2 separate regions of the Mus musculus genome follow, and region 1 is linked to region 2. The links are chromatin contacts, called in public HiChIP or PLAC-seq maps. All regions are on one chromosome and are shown on one strand. Each heading gives the region's core, a stretch centred on a gene start, on an enhancer-like site or on the middle of the called end of the contact. The rest is flanking DNA. Distances are from core to core; before and after follow the strand shown. Region 1 holds the start of Gpr176 (G protein-coupled receptor 176). Region 2 holds the start of 1700054M17Rik (RIKEN cDNA 1700054M17 gene).

The links. HiChIP or PLAC-seq counts read pairs in DNA pulled down with a chosen protein or histone mark.
Region 1: an HNF4G HiChIP or PLAC-seq map of pancreatic cancer cells shows a contact between it and region 2. The contact joins the promoter of Gpr176 here to the promoter of 1700054M17Rik in region 2. A contact is called at or near these places in 2 of 39 promoter capture datasets (frontonasal cranial neural crest and second pharyngeal arch cranial neural crest), 1 of 484 Hi-C or Micro-C datasets (nephron progenitors), 5 of 115 datasets of contacts at active chromatin or transcription factors (bone marrow-derived macrophages, embryonic stem cells, forebrain and 2 more) and 2 of 9 other capture datasets (adipose tissue and liver).

Annotation. Positions count from the first base shown.
Region 1 is chr2:118,371,998-118,374,760 of GRCm38.p6, forward strand. It overlaps Gpr176 (G protein-coupled receptor 176), which reads right to left and starts at 1,422. Exons shown (of 3, transcript NM_201367.3): 1 at 1,022-1,422. The coding sequence starts at 1,190.
Region 2 is chr2:118,303,645-118,306,367 of GRCm38.p6, forward strand. 1700054M17Rik (RIKEN cDNA 1700054M17 gene) reads left to right here and starts at 1,270. Exons shown (of 3, transcript NR_045919.1): 1 at 1,270-1,291; 2 at 2,233-2,315. The region is part of intron 1 of Gpr176 (G protein-coupled receptor 176); the gene reads right to left.

The DNA.
Region 1 (2,763 bases), core at 172-2,671, 69 kb after region 2:
CCACACATAAATTGTAATCTTTTCACATTCTTAAAAATGTCACAACAGAGAATTTAAGCCTGTTTGCTAGTATCCATTGTGCTTGCCAAACCTCAATGGAAAGCAGTCTGATTGTACTGTTTATTGTTTAAAGAGTTGCCCTAAAAAGCAAGAGCCATTTAAGAGTAGGGGGGAGGAAAGATGAGTCTCACCCTAACCCACACACATTTTACTAGCCATTGCACAAGAAATTACAAGAACAGTAATTCTTTCATCCTTTTTATGTCCTGCAGCTCTTTTTGAAAACGGATCCAGTGCCCTGTAACAGAGTAGCGCAGTTCATTTTGGTCAATTTATTTTCTTTAATCCCCTCTGAACAAGGGAGGAAATCTATAATCTTCTGTGAGTGGTTTGAGACATTTGTTGTTGGTTTTTTTTTTTTTTTCTTATCTCTGTTATGCACTTAAAATACAGGTGGAGGAGTCCAGTGGGTTTCGTTTTACTCAAAGATTGTAAAATTATCTGAAGACAATGTAAAGTTTAACTTCACACGCTCTTAAAAAAAAAAAAAAAAAAAGTCCCCGTTACTAGAAACAAACCAAAACTGACATGTAAAATAGAGCTCTCTCAAAAATAATTATCTTATATCGGAAATAGTAGCGCAAAAACACATTTTTGACTGAGTTAACATTCCTTCATCAGTCACAAATTCCCCGGGAATCGTTGCTCCTATTTGTAAACAAGAGCTAGAGGCAGCGATGCTCCCGGGCACCAGAAGGTAAGCGGTGATGCGCGGAGTCTGAAGCTTTGGACAAGGGCTGTCTGGACAGGTCTTTCGCCAGAACCCTGTACCTGTACCATCCTGCCAAGAGAAGCCCTGTCCCAACTCTTCTGCTTCCAGCCTCCAGGCTGGAGGTGACCGTCCTTGCTTAACTTAAACCTCCTTCAACTCCCCGCACATGGCCAGGCACCCCGCACCCCACGGCAGCTCTTGTGTCCTCGGGAAAGTCCGGCCCGCTGGTGGCCCCGCGGGTTGGCTTACCCAGTAGCGAGCCAATGAAGATGACGACCTGCACGGTGGTGGTGAACTGGCGGTACAGCTGAGCCTCGCTCAGCTCCCCGAACGCGCTGAGGTTGGCGCCAGCCTCGGCGCCCGACGTGTTGCGCGGGTGGCTGGTGTTCGGTGACACCCAGCTGCTGTTGTGCCCCATAGCGAAGCCCGGGGTTTGCGCTCGTCCGCCTGGCCTCTGAGCCCAGCGCACAGCCGCTCCTGCCCCGGGCGTGGAGGGACCGACGCTCGGGAGCCAGGCAGCGTCCTGCAGAGCCGGCCAGCCGGCTAGCCCCTCACGTCTGCTCATCGCCTAGCCAGCCATCCGCGAGGAGGGGTGGGAGGGAGGTGCGGCCGCGCCCCATGCCTGCTCCCCCCTGGGCCCGTCAGCAACCACATGGAGGCGGCACGGTCACAGAGCATCGCTGGGCCCTCCTCCCGAGGGGGGGGGAGGGGGCGGGCAGCGCGGCCAAGCCCACCCAGCACACACATCGGTGGCTGCGGAGGACCCCGCGCACGCTCTGATCCTCTCTCCCTAGTGGGATGGGAGCATTTGGCTGAAGCTATATTTCAATGCCGCTAGTAGCTTCGAAGCTGGGGCGGTGCGAATCCCCATGAAATGCCCCAGCCTAGTGATCATAGCTGGGAAGGTGGGGGCTAAACCAAGGGCAGCCAAGGCTGGGCAACAGGCCCTGAGTGTCCACAGCTTGGCCCCCGCACACTCGGCTGAACGCCAGGACTCTGGGACGCTCAGCTGGGGTCTAATCCCCAGGGCTGCCTGAACCCCTGGAGCCGGCTCTGCACCCCCCGCCACTTTGCCTTTACAAGCCGCCCCCACCCTTGGCCTCAGCCCCACCACTCCAGGTCGGATCTTGGCTTGGACAGATTGTCGTGACCTAGCAGGGACCAGGTAGGATGCCCCTAGCGGGGCAGAGCCGCCGCCCGCTCTGCAGCCGGGCTCCCAGCGCGTGCCTGGGGCAGTCGGGGCCGCGCGGCAGGCAGGCGAGGTCACGTGACGCACGACCCACCCCCTCACGCTGCTGGTGAGGGACGTAGCGCCATTTTGCCCCAGTGGAGCGTGACTTCGTCGCGGGGCGCGTGGGAGGCGCGCAGTTTCAGTATCTAGCTGCTGAAGGATGCACTGCGTTTGCTGCTGTGGTTACTGCCCCAGCGTCCTTAGAGGTACAGCCTGCAGGCTCTATATCATTTGCCACTGCCATCTGGGCAGGGAGCCCAGCCTCCCGGGCCCTCCGTCAAGTCAAAGCCTTGTCCATCTTCGAAAGGTGGACTAAAGGAACCCACTGATGGTTTCCCAGGCCCTTTCATTGGGCCTCACCTCCACACGGGGCACTGCTAATGAATTCAGCGATGAAGACTTGGAGGGGGTTTCCTGCAGGCTGATGTAAATTGGGAAGTTGGGATAAGCAGGCATACAAGAAGAAATAATAAGGCAGGAGGAGTGAAATGGAAACAAGGAACTAAGAGAAGGATCAAGGGAAGAAAAATATAGAAATGAGCCAGGCATGGTGGTGCATACCTCTAATCCCAGAGTTTTGGAGGGAGAGGCAAGAGAATTGGGAATTTGCTACAAAATAAATTGGCAGGCTTGAATATGTGAGACCTTTCACGGCAAAAAAAAAAAAAAAAAAAAAAAAAAAAGTGGAGGTCACCTTGATCCCCAAATTTGAGACACACATTCTTTATGAAAATACAGAACCAGGGACAAGGTAACATCG
Region 2 (2,723 bases), core at 20-2,519:
GAGGTGGGAGGAAGGGCTTGTGCGATGGAAGGTTAGTGCCGTGAGGTGATAATGAGATCGTAAAATGGCACTGTGGCCTGTGAGGTAACAGTTAGGGCCTATGAAGTGGCAGTGATGCCTCTGGGGCAACAGTGACTGCCTATAAGGACTGAGGAGGCCTGTGACACAACAGGAAGGCACTGTATGGTACCAGTGAGGACTGTCAGATCATAGTGAGGGCTTGTGGGATGGTGGCCATGTCCTGTGTGGTGGCAGGAGGACTCTGTGAAATGCAAATATTACCTTGTTGGGTTACACGGAGTTCTGGGAGGTGACATGGTCTTTAATGTAGCCACAAGGGCTATGAGGTGACATTGAGTGTCTGTGGCATGACAGTGAGGGACTCTAGGGGAGCAATGAGGTTCTATGAGGTGGCAGTCAGGTCTTGTGGCAGTGAGAACCTCTGAGGTACAGTGAGGTCCTGTGATGTGGAAGTGAGGCTGGTGCTTTGACAATGAGAGACTGCTAGGTGGCTATGAGGCCTGGGAGATGGCAGGTAGGGACTGCGGTGACAGCGAGGCCTATGAGGTAGCACTGAGGGCCTGTGAGATGGCAATGAAGCCAGTGAAATGACAGTGAGGGCCTGTGTGGTGACAGCGAGGCCTGTAAGTTGACAGTGAGGGCCTGTATGAGGTGACAGTGAGGCCCATGAGGTGATAGCAAGGCCTATGAGATGACAGTAAGGTCTGTGAGATGACAGCAAGGCCTGTGAGTAGTAGTGAGGCCTATGAGGTGACAGTGAGGCCCATGAGTGGACAGCAAGGCTATGAGGTGGCAGTAAGGCCTGTAAGGTGACAGTGAGTCCTGCGAGGTGGCAATGAGGCCTGTGAGGTGACAGTGAGATCTATGAGGTGGCAGTGAGGTCTGTGAGGTAACAGTAAGGTCTGTGAGGTGACAGTAAGGCCTATGAGGTGACAGTAAGGCCTATGAGGTGGCAGTAAGGCCTGTGAGGTGACAACAAGACCTGTGAGGTGGCAGTGAGACCTGCGAGGTGACAACAAGACCTATGAGGTGGCAGTGAGGCCTGTGAGGTGACAACAAGACCTATGAGGTGGCAGTGAGGCCTGTGAGGTGACAGTAAGACCTGTGAGGTGGCACTGAGAGTCTGTGAGGAGGCAGCGAGGCCTATGTGGTGACAGCGAGGCCTGTGAGGTGACAGTGAGGCCTGTGAGGTAACAGTGAGGCCTGTGATGTGACAGTGAGGCCTGTGAGGTGGCAGTAAGGCCTGAGAGGTGGCAGTGAAGGACTAGTGGTAACAACACCTACCTTTTCCTATGTGCTGACCCTAACCAGATTATAGGACTCTGCTCATGACTAGCTATAAACTCTACCAGTAATACTTGCACCCAGCGGACCCTTTCTGGGTTTCCTACTCCTACTTTGCAGTTTCTTTTGCTGGATTCTCTTCCCATCAAGGCCATCCTGGCCCTTCTAGTCCCACCCACTAGACCATTTCCAGTGAAACTGGAATGACGCCTGTGCTTACTGCCCACCTTGAGGCTCTCATCCGTGCCTCAGGCCCACATACTCACATGCAAACCTGTGGTAGTGAATAAGGATGGCCCCTGGTAGGCTCATACACTTGAATGCTTAGTCACCAGCAGTGGCACTATTTGAAAAGGATTAGGAACTGTGGCCTTATCAGAGGAGGTGTGTCACTGAGGGTGGGCTTTGAGGTTTCAAAAGCCCCCACCCCTCCCAGGTTCAATGTCACTTGGACTGCCTACAGACCAGGATGTAGCTCTCTGCTACTTCTCCAGCTCCATGTGTTCTTCCATGCCCCCACCCCCATGGTGACATGAATAAAGCCTCAGAAACTGTAAGCCAGCCCCTAGTTAAGTGCTTTCTTTCATAGAGTTGCCTTGGTCACGGTGCAACAGAACAGTGGCTAAGACAAAACCTTTATCTGTGTGCCTACACATTCACTTTGCACCCTCATAAGCATCATAAGCAACTCACGATGCCCACACAAAACCTAAATCTTCCCACGCCTCTTCCTCTTCTTCTGGTATTATCCATCTCAGGATATAGCATCCTCGGGTACCGCAGGTTACATGTCTGGAAAGCATCCTATGGTCTTGATGCAAATCCAGCTTTCACAACAAAGGGAATAAGAGAGTTCCTGAACCAAATATGAGCGACTGTGACTTGGGAACACAGACTCAAGCTGCTCTGAAAAACATGTCATTACAGATGCCTTAAAGCCTTGAAGGCCACCGAGGATGGACCTCTCCCTGGTGGAGTCTTCCTGTGTGGAGACAGGATCCATTCCAAAGGTAAGAACATTACATATGATTGTCTCCACCCTCCCTTAAGAGTTCATCCAGTTGGGCCTGTTAACCAAGGCTGATCCCCGGCAGCCAAGCTTAGCTAGGAGGAGTAGGTATCCCCTTAATGGGATGAGACACGGCACGTTCCCTTCATGAAACCCTCAGTGCAGTCGTCCTGGAGCTGCAGCCACTCAGCTCTCAGCTCTCCTCAGCTTTCCCTTTTTCTTCTTTTCTCTCTCTCTTTCTCGGATATTGGCCAAAGTCTAAACATGTTGTCTCTGGAACTTTGGGTGTCTCATCTTTTCTCTGAAGTTACCTGCCCTTTGCCATGTACTTGTTTGCTGACCTTCATGGCTAAACATCCTGCCCTAACTCAAAAGGCTGTCTCCCCAGCACCTCCTACTCCCCACCCCG